2 separate regions of the Hordeum vulgare genome follow, and region 2 is linked to region 1. The links are chromatin contacts, called in public Hi-C maps. All regions are on one chromosome and are shown on one strand. Each heading gives the region's core, a stretch centred on a gene start, on an enhancer-like site or on the middle of the called end of the contact. The rest is flanking DNA. Distances are from core to core; before and after follow the strand shown.

Region 1 (6,353 bases), core at 1,187-3,686:
GTTTGATATCAGCTCATTAGATGAATGGAGGGCCCAGGCATATGAGAATGCCAAGTTGTTCAAGGAAAAGGTTGAGAGATGGCACGATAAAAGAATACAAAACGAGAGTTCAATGTAGGTGATTATGTCCTGTTATACAATGCTCGTTTAAGATTCTTCGCAGGCAAGCTTCTCTCTAAATGGGAAGGTCCCTACGTTGTCGAGGAAGTATGTCGTTCCGGTGCCATCAAAATCAATAACACGGAAGGTAATTTTCCTAGAGTGGTAAATGGGCAAAGAATCAAGCATTACATCTCTGGTACTCCCATAAATGTTGAGACCAAATCATCAATATCATAACTCCAGAGGAGTACATAAGGGATGTTTATCAGCTCGTTTCAGACCCTGAAAACGAAGAGGTATGTGTTTCGGTAAGTAATTGGACTCCGAAACTTTTCCAATAGGAATTTTTCTCCGTTTTAGAATTCATGGAAAATTAGAAAAATAAAAAGCAGTCCGGAGAGCGCACGAGGCGGCCACAAGCTTGGTTGCCGCGGCCTCCCCCTGGCCGCGGCAACAGGGCTTGTGGGCACCTCGTGTGCCTCCCGGACTCCGTTTTCTTGCGGAGCACTCCTTCTGGTCCAGAAAAAATCATTATATATACGCTCGAGGGTTTTGATCTCCGTATCGCGCAGTTTTCCACTGTTTTCGTTTCGAGCCTGTTTCTGTTGCAGATCTAGATCGTCATGACTTTCCCAAAAGTTCCAAAGGACAAGATCTTCGAGAAGGTCATCAATCCCTACCTCACGGAAGTATTGCAGCACCCCCCAATCTATCAAGATGAGCGAGGGGATGTTGCACATCCGTAATGTTGAGGGGCCTAAGAAGACCGAAAGCGTGGAGACGAGGCTCGAAGCAATGGAGCAACAAGTCTTCAAGTGCCAAGGGATGGTGGAGCGTGGACTCAACGCCAACCACATGATGATCACGGAGTTCACCAACAATCACAAGATGGATGCCATTGACATTGGGAAGCACGTCTCCAGGCTCTATGACAGGGTTGATCAACTCCAGGGCCAGATCTATGACCTGCAGAACCAAAACTGTGAGTATGAGTATAGATTTAAATCAATACGGTTGGCTGCAGGATTCCGGCGACTCGTTCATCCTGCCATGATGGAGCACCTATGCCAATACGGTTGGTGGAATAGTTTATGTTCAGATCCTTGATGCTACTCATTACCTCTCTGATCATGATTACGATTATGCTTTGTGAGTAGTTACTTTTGTTCCTGAGGACATGGGCTGAGTCATGCTAATAGTAGTCATGTGAATTTGGTATTCGTTCGGTATTTTGATATGTTTTATGTTGTCTTTTACTCTAGTGGTGTTATGTGAACGTCGACTTCATAACACTTCATCATATTTGGGCCTAGAGGAAGGCATTGGGGAGTAGTAAGTAGATGATGGGTTGCTAGAGTGACAGAAGCTTAAACCCCAGTCTATGCGTTGCTTCGTAAGGGGCTGATTTGGATCCACTAGTTTAATGTTATGGTTAGACGTTGTCTTAATTCTTCTTTCGTAGTTGCGGATGCTTGCGCGAGGGGTTAATCATAAGTGGGATGCTTGTCCAAATAAGGGCAGTACCGAAGCGCCGGTCCACCCACATATCAAACTATCAAAGTAACGAACGCGAATCATATGAACATGATGAAACTAGCATGACAGAAATTCCCGTGTGTCCTCGGAAGCGTTTTTCCTCTTATAAGACTTTGCTCAGGCTTGTCCCTTGCTAGAAAAGGGATTGGGCCACTTTGCTGCACCGTTGTTACTTTTGTTACTTGTTGCTTGCTATGAATCATCTCACCACACAATCACTTGTTACCGACAATTTCAGTGCGTGCAGATTTTACCTTGCTGAGAACCACTTGTCAGATTCTTCTTCTCTTCGTTGGGTTCGACACTCTTACTTATCGAAAGGACTACGATTGATCCCCTATACTTGTGGGTCATCAGTGTTTTTAAAAAAAAATTATGTACGGACATGAAATGAATCGGTCGTGCGTCCAACGCACCGTCGATTCAAATCTAAAACAAAACGGACACAAAAGGAGCGGCTGATCCAAACGAACAAAAAACGAACAACAAAACCGTTCGTTTGGGTCGGCACAGTTGATCTTACTCGTGGGGAAGTGTCAGCACAGGCGAGCCATGGACCGACGCCAAGCGAGGGTACGCGCAAAACGTGAACCAGGTAGGAACCGTCGGGACGCCATAGGTGACACTGGAAACTATAGGTGGGCACCATTTCCAAGTGGGCATCGAGCCAAGCCGAGCCAAGCATCAAGCCGAAGATAGCGCTGCCGCTTTCCCACTACGTCTCCTCGGCCCGCAAAAACGATCGTTTGCCTCGCCATCGCCGCACAGTAAACTGAACAGAAAACAGAACACGGGCAGAAAGGCGTGAGCTAACCGGAAAGCGACCTCGCAGGGACAGCGCATGGGGCTATAGCTAGCTAGCGGGGAGAATCTGCGGCGAGTCACGGAGAGGCACGCGGCGCACCGGCGTCCGAGCCCGAGCCCGAGAGCCAGCGACCCCAACCAATTCCGTCTTATCTCAAGGGATCGGAGGGCGGAAATGGAGAATCCACCAACCCAACCAAGTTGCGCCCCGCCTACTGCCTAAAATGGATTCACCAGCCGCGGCAGCGGTCCATTTCGGCGTCTGGGGGAGTCAACCGCTCGGGTCGTCCACCACCCACGTCTCCACCAGCGCACTGGCGGCGGCGGCGGTTGCGCAGGCGGGTACGGCCGCCTAGTTCCTTCAAGCGACCGAACCGAGAGAGCGCCTCCCTCCCGACCGCGACAGCTAGGGTCCCTAGCCTCCGCCGCGGCGCCCCCAGCCTGCGCTGCCCGTCCGCCAGTAGAGGAGCCCGGCAGCGCCTCCCTCCGTCGAGCAGCCGCTCCCACCTCCCTCCCTGGACCAGCCGCTCCCGCCTAGCAACGCCGCCGCCCGGAGCTACGCCGGCGACCAGTCCAGAGGCAGGTAGCCCCCCCCCCCCCCCCTTCCTCTTGCATACTCTGTGTTGTTCAGTTTTTTGTCCTTATTTCTGTGTTGGATGAGCACTTGCTGTAGATTTGGTACTGTGATAGTATAATTTTGATTATTCCTTGACGAGTACTTGCTGCATGATTTTTCCGGTGCATGCTCAAGTTTACATGTGAAAGGATTTTGCTTGATCAAGTGTTTGTGATAATGCTTCTACTGGCAAACTGTAGTTTGATTTTTCTTCTTCAGGTGAGCAAATGTATTGGTTTGAACATGTTATAGTATGACACTAGTCTAAGCAACTACCTTCATAGTGCAAAGGAACATAGAAGTAGTATCATATGTGGCATTTATTAGATTATAGACTCATTTTATGTTATCTTAGGGTAACATATTATGTTACTCTAAACACCTCTCTCCTCATTAACTACATGCCACATAAGCAAAGTTTTCTTGAAATGCGCTATGTTACTAGTTAAGTTACTCCCACTATGACCAGCCTTATCTGCACCGTCTTGACCTGAAATCAAAGCTTAGCAGCAACATGCAATTTGAGAGAGCAGGAGCTTTGTCTTGGTTATACTGGCCGAAATTGGGTAACATATTAGTACTAGTGTATTGTTGGCATGATAGATGTCCCAAATCTTGTTTATGATTGGGAATATAGTGGTACCGTTACGCTGTGTTGTTGATTCTAACAGTCAGATGTAAATTATTGGCGTTTAAAGTGATTGTTTCGCCTTTTGCATGCTAGCTGATTGATCTTCAGGTTCCACCTTTTGTGTTATGCCATGATAGACGTACAATTAACAAATGATTTGATTTGCTGCCCCATTTTCATTTTACACTTGCTAAAAGTCTAATTCTGTCCCTTTGGAACTTGGAGTTGGAACAGGGCATCAACATTGTCAATTGGAGAGGCTTGGAGCTGTTTCGGCATCCATAGTAGAGCAAACAAGAAGGTAATCTGCTGTTCCTTGCTTGTATACATATATTTTTTGTGATTTTTTTTTGTAAAACTTATACATGTATTGGCGGTTTTCCAAAATGAGGAATTTACGTATCCGTATCGGCCCGCTACTGATACACGTATCCTTATTGGTGCATTAGGTGCTGTAGATATCAATTGCATCTGATAGAAGTAGAACAACTACCTAGAGATGCTATCTCTATGTACAATACTTGAATTCATGTCTTCAAGACAAGTGAATTTTGATTTGTACTGGTTTACGCTGTAGGCAACCATCTTCTTCTCTGATGATAGTGTACTTGAAATATACATGCTTTTGTTTTTCTTTTATCGTGTGCTCCACACTGATCTGATTTTATTTAACGAGGTAGCCTATGGATTGCTGCTACTGTTATTAATCTGTGCATATTTTCTAGCTGGGCAACTTCTCATAAGGAAGTCAATTGGTGCTACAGTGGCAATAAAGGAAAGATGGAGCTGATCGGCATCATTATGACTTTGACATTTCTGCTCTCATTTGCAGCGTCTGATCGCCAAGGTCCACTTGCATGTCTATCATCTGTATAGTCATTCCATCCTTTTGGAGCACATTCACAATCATGGATAGTTAAGCAACACATTTTCTTATGATTAACAAGGAAATATCTTTTGTTTCCTTAGGTGATGCATTATATGATATGAAAATGAAGCTGAACGCTACTGGCACACAGCTTACAGATTGGAATCAAAATCAAGTGAATCCTTGCACTTGGAATTCTGTTATTTGTGACAGTAACAATAATGTTGTGCAAGTGTAAGTTGCCGTTGTGGATCTCTCATCACTTTGCTTACTTTGTGTACTGCCAATATTTTCCCATAGATCATGTAGCTAGAAGCTGGGATTTATTTCGTTAGCATTCCATATCCATTTCTGATTAGCTCTTACGATTTGTACAACAAGTCCAAGTATTATTTGAGGTGCATCTATTTTTGAAACAGAGGCAAAAGATTTGCCTCAAACACTAATTAAAAGGAGGGTTTGGAACATAAGAGGAACCAAACTATATTAATACAAAACACTACTCCCCCAGCAATTAATTACTCAAATGCTTCGACCCCGCGAAGACCCAAAGCTTTGCCTTCCACTTAATGTTTGCCAAAATAATTAGTGCCTGCATAGATTTCTTTCGGAATACTCATGCGTTTCTCTTATTCCAAATGGCCCAATTGGTGAACATTATGAGGGATGCCATCGCCTTGCTTTGTGTAGCCGTGTTGATCCACCAATTTCCGGTAGAATGATGAGTCGCTTATTTGGGAGGGGTCAATGTCCGCGAGTCCTAACCAATCCTTGAGCATCCGCCAAACCCTCAACATGAATCGACATTTGAAGAAGAGGTGAGTTGCGGACTCGTACTCATGCTTGCACAAAAGCAAAGGTCACAATTTTGGCAACCATGCTGCTCCAAGCGGTCAGCCGTTCACACCCTATTTTGGATAGCAAGCCATGCAAAAAAAAAACCTTTGGGGGAGCCTACACTTTCCAAATGACTTTATTCATTGGAGTGAGGATAACTCCCAAGAATTAAGCCTAGTATGCTGCCGCCGCCGAAGTATTCCCCGTTAGAAGAGAACTTCCAATGGATGGAGTTGTCAACATCCTCGTTCAAAGGAACTTGAGCAAGATGAGACCAAAGCTTGACGAATTCGGGGACGTGGTTCCAAGAAAGACCATTGCTCATGTCAATCACTTTTATCCAAGCATCCTCGTTCATGGCCAAGCTGACTTCCCACTTTTTGGCTTGGAGGCTTTGAAGATGAGCGGGGCGATGTCTTTTCGCTTGTACCATGCAACCACATGGGGTCCCAAAATGGAGTCATGTTCCTGTTTCCAGTGGTGATAGTGGTGGGTGGGCCTGGAAGCGGTCTCCCAATTAACCTTGCACTTTCCACCCGTCACCTTATCGGTCCTCCCCCAGAGAAATGCTCTCAACCTTGTTAATACTTTTGAGGGCGGGCGGGATGACAAGCAGCGTGATGTGGTGGATCGTTTGCGAGTTGAGGATCGATTTCACGAGAACCCCATGACCCGCCGAAGTGATGTTCATGCTCTCCCGAGGAATGAGCTTCACCGTGATTTTGTCCTCGTGTTGAAAGTCTATCCGCCTGCGCTGCCACACCGAGTGCGGCAAGCCTAGATATCTCGCATGGAAGGCAGTGCATATGGCAGGCAGCCCCTTGAGGATGTTCTCCAAGTCCAAGTGCCCACACCAGATAGGCACAACCGAGCTCTTGCGGAAATTTGTTTGCAGCCACGTCACCTCACGAAACCCATGTAGAACACGAGCAAGGTTTTGGATATCTTCCTTTATCGGC
Region 2 (6,353 bases), core at 1,912-4,411, 430 kb before region 1:
CCCTGAAGGGCACATAGCCTAGTCCAGCTGCTTTCAACTGAGGTTAGAGATCAGTAGGGAATGGTGACAGAAAGAGGAGAATCTAATTAATATAGCAGTAGGTGATGACTGATGAGCTGTTGGCCAATGAGTGAGAGTGCTCAAGACATCATGCTGGAATCCTTGATAATTTCGTATAGTGAGATCACAATCTCAATAGCCAGCAGTATTATGACACCCCACTCCAGAAAATTCGATCGTCTATTTTGGAGCACTTCTTGAAGAAAATGAACATTGTGCTGTTACCAGAAATAAATTGCAAGTGGAAATGAGAACTGGGAAGGATGAAATCAGCTATTGCACTAAAGAAGAAAGAGCACAATACCTCCACAAATTTCAGTTTGAAGTCTAGGCTTCCAAAACGTTGATTCAGTTCATATTCTTCCCGGAGATACTCCAGAATTTGTGCATAATTTGCATTTTTCCAAGCAATTTCTGACCTGGAAACAATCATTTTGTTTATATTATGATGATAAAGAAGATTCTAGCATCAATGTTATGCATTTCAGTACAGATTAACAAAGTCCCTTTTTTGATAATTGTCTTAGCTAAACAAATAGTGTCTTCGGCTCTTGGCTAATTCTGGGAATAATAGTCACGCAGTGCATCTGTGATTCTTTGAATCTCGAAGCGAAACACAATGCTAATAAAATGACTAAAAATATGAAGAGCTGTGGCATTGTATATTTTGTATGTTTGGAGCTCAAAACATCAACCTTTCTGGAAAGCATGGGAATTTTTTTAATTAACAGCATAAATATTACTAGTTTTTTTCGCGGGAGAAGTACCATGTGAGTATCAAAGTGGTCTATAGATGTCATATAGTCCTATCTCGCAACGATCTCAAGTTATGTCCTCTTAATTTTTAGACAGTTACATGCCTTCTGTTCCTTAACACAACAGAATACATGGGGTTGATGAATAATGAAATTCCTACATTCCAGAAAATGACATCACATATACACTGCTAAAATATATGGTACTTCCTTCGTCCCAAAATAAGTTTCGCTGATTTAGTACAAAATTTATACTAATTTGGTTATAAATTTGCGACACTTATTTTGGGACGGAGGGAGTATATGATATATACGCGGGAGGAGGGAGTGCAACACTAGTACATACCTGTCAAAAAGGCCAAGTCTAATGATAACATCTGCAAGATTAGAATTAGCCTTGCCCACAAGTTGAAAGAGCTTCTTTCTTTTCATTGTGAAGTCCCCAGTCTTCTCCATGGTACGATTGATTTCAGTGAATTCCTCAACCATATCATCGACCTATTAAAGAAGTGTCTTAAAACTTTAAACCTTGCAACCACATGGAAATAGTTTGGTGACTTTGCTTAATCACAGTACCTGCCGTATGTAATGATCAAGAGCGATACTTTGACCAAGAACACTTGAAATGATCCGAATTCCATCAGTGTCTAAACTTTTAAGTACTATGTAATCAAGACCTCCTTTCATCCATGTTGTCAGGGACGGCTTCTCTACTACTGCATAATCTGGTAATTGTGAAACAAATTTCATCATGTGAGAATATAATAGAGGTTCAGGGTTATAAAAACGGATTAAGCGCTAGGTGCCATATTACCGCTGTTATTCTATTAGCCAGGGGGGCTTAGTCGGTCCCAAACAATCTTAGGCATGACTGGGTGCCTATATACTTATGCAGGTGCAGCTACATGATATGCACTGATTGTATAAGTAATTAGAGAGCATTCTAGATATTTCCTCTCTTGGAAAATGAGGCTTGACTCAAACTTCTCAGATTTCTGAATATGCCTGTTTAAACATGCACTTCTCACATAATCCACTGTGCCTTGTACAACGTTTTACATGTTTCATATGAAATTTAAAATGTATTTTGCAAACAATTAAGAAGGCTAGTTCCAGAAGGCTTATAAAGGTTCGGCCAAAGTAGTGTGGCCTATAAAAAGGAATACATCAAACACAAATTAAATTAAGAGTGATTCTCTTGATCCTCAATGGTCTTTATCAAATATCAGCAGTCATTATCATCAAAGGAAATTGGATTGATCGTGCACATACATGGAAATGAAAAGTAGAAAGATAAATACAAATCAATGAGGAAAACTACACTATTTACCCGTTTAAACAATAACAATCAGCTCGTTAATAGCATGGACATACCGTCTTTCCTCATCTCTGGAAGCCATCCAGAAGCATGATTCCTGATCATCTCAAGATAGTGCTCAGCTTCATGATCAGCAATATTGAAGAGCACAGCAGAACCATATTGGAAGACAACCACATAGCGATAACAAAATCTGCTGTCCTTCACTCCAATGTCCTACAGAACGTCAGATAAATGAGGTTATCTGATGTACATACAACATGTTCAACAAATGATCAGCCATGAATAAAATTCTTGGCCCACAAAATATATGGTGCTACAATGAAGCCACTTACCATGATCTCTGGAGGGAATTCGGAGTAGCGGAGCGCAATGTAATTTAGCGACCGGGTCGATGGGGGTACCACGTCGGTCCCATGCTCCGCCTGCAAGCTCTTCAGATCAATGCTGTAAAGGATTGGAGACACGAAATCAAACAAAAGTCGTTCTTTCACTCCTCTGCACCAAACCACCGTGGCCTCCCGCGACAATGTTAGATGAGAGACTGAAAAAAAAACGCAGTAGCACGCAGGGTCTTCCTTGCAGAACTATCATCAAACACCCAGCGTACACCCACCCGCGCGTCCAAACTCACCTGGTGGAGAGGAAGTAGGCCTTGACGGGGATGTAGCGCGCCGGGCCTTCCTCCTCCTCCTCCTGTGGGGGCGCGGGGGCCGGGGCCGACTCTGCCGCCGCCCGGATCCAGGCCCAGTAGGCCGAGCTCCCGAGGCCGGAGTCGCGGGTGTCATGGGGCACCGTGGCAGCGACCGCCACGGCCGAGGAAAAAGGAGACACGCGGGCTGGGAGGTGCGGCAGGCGCGCCGGAGTGGGGCTCGGTGGCGGCGGCCTCGCCTCGAGGAGGCGGCGGAGGTGGTGGCGGCACGCGCGCAGCCGCCCCATCGGGTTTTAGGCTTGATGATGAAGCGACCTGGTGCCGCGCCACGACGCGAGCAGCAAAGCTCCGGTTGGCCTTTCTCCGAGTATCTACTTCTTTTTTCTCCCCCCGAAAATCACTCGCTTTGTTCTTGGGGAGAAAGGAATGGACGGCGACATGGGCTTTATCGGGTAGACTTGGGCTCACTGGGCTTACAGGCCAGCCGGCCTGGCATGATCTAGTTTATCTGGGCCGCTCAAACCAAAAACGTGCTTTGCTTTTAGTCCTAAAAAAACATGCTCTTCATTTAACTCGTAATTAAGATCGACCCAGCTTTTTCTCTCCTCTTGCTAGGGTTTTAGCTTCTCTCGCCGGCAACGGCGTTGAGCACTTGTTTTCCCTTATTTCTTCGGCAATTCACCGTCGCTTTTACTCGGGCTGATTCAGGGGTGATCAAGCATCGCCATCCTGCCTTGGTTGACATGTGTATGAGCCATTCGGGTTGTCTAAGGTTGAGCTACTTGTGAGAAAACGATCTAAGTTGATTTTGGGCTCTCTTCTCATGGAAAAAGATGGAGCGAGTTCGTTATCTGGGGCCAACAAAGAAGGTCTGGAAGCAATGATGGAACAAATCGGTTTGAGGGAGGAATTGGACGATGTTGTGCTAAAGGAACAAGGGTCACCGCTGGTGGAGGCGACCAGGTAGATGGATATTGCACTTGTATACATAGAGAGACTATTTACAGTACTGGTACTATAAAAAATATGAGGCCAACTTGGGATCTTGCCCAAGATGTTAAGTTTCGATCTTTAATTTATATACTCTCCAATTCTTTTTATGCGGGTGATTGGGAGAAGATTGTGGAACGGGGCCCTAGTCCTTTCATGAAGATGCAGCGTTGATGATGTCATATGATAGGCTCACTAAACCATCAACGGCCCCTTTTGTTTCACTTGAATATCTAGGCCTAGATACATGACCTCCCTGATGAATTTGCTTGCATGATTAAAGCATTGGCATCAAAGATGAGAGAGTTTGTCATGGTAGAAACATCTTATGATTTCTTAGGGAATTTTTATCGTGTCCGTGTGAAAACCAATGTGCGAAAACCGCTTAAGAAGGCATTCTCAATCACTCTGGGAAGTAAAAGGGGGATACTTATAGTTAAGTATGGCATGCTCCCGAACTCGTGTGCAGTGTGTGGAACGTTGTGGTAATATGTTCAAATGGCATGGAGATGGCTTCCATCCACCGACTGACATGATCTTCAAAGATACGCGAGCTACGTGAAGCATGCGTGTGGGAGGTAGTTTGGTCAAGGGAGATGAAGGGTAGAGCTGGTGGTCGTGGAGCCTATAATCACATATCTAACTTTATGTACTATTGAAAAAGGATAATTTAGGAGAATAGATATAAATGAAAGAACGCCATGTTTCTGAGCTCGACTCAAATAAGCTCAGGTAAGTAATAACGACTAAAATAATTGACACAAATAAAAAAAAACTGTTTTTGGTATGAACCTTGAATTTTTTTTGATTGCTCACAAAAATTCATCATGGAATGGCATTTTTGGAAGTTGTGAAAAAATAAAAGTTGGTGCCCCGAAAATGTATTTTCAAAAGCATACCCAATGTCGGGTGATGACCCACAAGTATAGGGGATCAATCATGGTCCTTTCAATAAGTAATAGTGTCGAACCCAACGAGGAGCAAAAGGAAATGATAAGTAGTTTTTAGCAAGGAATTCTCTGTAAGTGTTGTAAGTAATAACGATAGATAGCTTTGTAGCAATATAATTCATAACAAGTGACAAGTAACAAGAGTAGCAAAGGTGCAGCAAGGTAGCCCAATCCTTTTTATAGCAAAGGGCATGCCGGAAAGTTCTCTTATATAAAGCAAGCGCTCTCGAGGACACATAGGAACTTATGTATACTCATGTTCATCATATTAAGTTGATTCACGTTTGCTACTTTGATGATTTGATATGGTGTGGACCAGTGCTAAGGTGATGTTCTTAGTTGAATTAACAACCTACTTACGATTACCCCCTCTCGCAAGCATCCACAACTACAAAAGAAGAATTAAGAATAATCTAACCATAACATGAAACATGTGGATCCAGATCAGCCCCTTATGAAGCAACACGTAAACTAGGGTTTAAGATTCTGTCAATCTCACAACCCATCATCTATTTGTTACTCCACAATGACTTCCCTTATGCCCATACCATGGTGAAGTGTTATATATTCAACGTTCACATGACACCACAAAGAGAAGTAAAAACATCCATATCATCAAAATATCGAACGAATACCAACTTTGCATGATTACTTATAACAAGACTTCTCGCATGTCCCCAGGAACACTAATTTACTACTCACACAACATCAACATGTTCAATATCAGAGGTGTAATAATAATAATTAAGGATCTGAACATAATGTCTTCCACCAAGTAGTCCAACCAGCATCAACTACAAGATGTAATCAACACTTCTAGCAACCCAGAGGTACCAATCTGAGGTTCTGAGACAAAGATTGAATACACATGACGAACTAGGGTTGGAGATGAGATGGTGCTGGTGAAGATGTTGATGAAGATTGGTCCTCCCATGAAGGAGGAAGCATTGGTGATGATGATGGCTTTGATTTCCCCCTCTCGAAGGGGAATTCCCCCGGCAGAATCTTAGTGCCGGAGAACAAAACGATATGTGCCCAGGTTTCCACCTCGAGACGACGGTGCTTCGTCTCGAAAGATAACTTATGATTTTTCTACGATAGATCACACCAGCTGGGGCCTCACAAGTTATCAAGACGTGGACGGGGGGTGCGCCCTGATGGCTTGTGCCCAGCTGGTGGCCCTCTCCGGTATAGTTTTGGCCCATAAATTCTTAAATATTCTAAAAAAAATCTCCGTGAAATTTCAGGTCATGTGGAGCAAGTTATATTTCCCTCTTAGTGATGTGCCTTGCATATTCAGAGGAAAAGGCATACGAATTGTATGATAATAATAGATAATAGACAGGATCAACACAAATATCAATAATAATTCATGATGCAAAATGAGTGTATCAACTCCCTAAAGCTTAGACCTCGCTTGTCCTAAAGAGAAAGCTCAACTCGAAAATAATGAGCACATGATTTGAGAGAGAGATGTCGATAAAAACAGAATATGAGCATGAGAGCATCATGAATATTAACACAGCCGCAAGTATTTATCATATAACTTCTCATAAACAAGTAATAATCCTTTCACAACTCTTGGAGTATGAAGCATAAACTTTATTGAAAATCAACAAACTGTGTTC

Evidence for each region. Hi-C and Micro-C count contacts between places; a contact is called where the count stands out from the background.
Region 2: a Hi-C map of leaf shows a contact between it and region 1, with 4 times the contacts expected there. The contact joins the promoter of LOC123444486 here to the promoter of LOC123444483 in region 1. A contact is called at or near these places in 4 of 6 Hi-C or Micro-C datasets (leaf, seedling and an unstated tissue).

Annotation. Positions count from the first base shown.
Region 1 is chr3H:498,999,955-499,006,307 of MorexV3_pseudomolecules_assembly, reverse strand. LOC123444483 (LRR receptor kinase SERK2) reads left to right here and starts at 2,436. Exons shown (of 13, transcript XM_045121206.1): 1 at 2,436-3,021; 2 at 3,924-3,990; 3 at 4,415-4,536; 4 at 4,659-4,791. The coding sequence starts at 4,470.
Region 2 is chr3H:499,433,820-499,440,172 of MorexV3_pseudomolecules_assembly, reverse strand. LOC123444486 (protein RETARDED ROOT GROWTH, mitochondrial-like) reads right to left here and starts at 3,161. Exons shown (of 7, transcript XM_045121208.1): 1 at 2,768-3,161; 2 at 2,469-2,580; 3 at 2,190-2,349; 4 at 1,392-1,540; 5 at 1,162-1,313; 6 at 365-479; 7 at 1-278. The coding sequence starts at 3,072. The coding sequence ends at 141.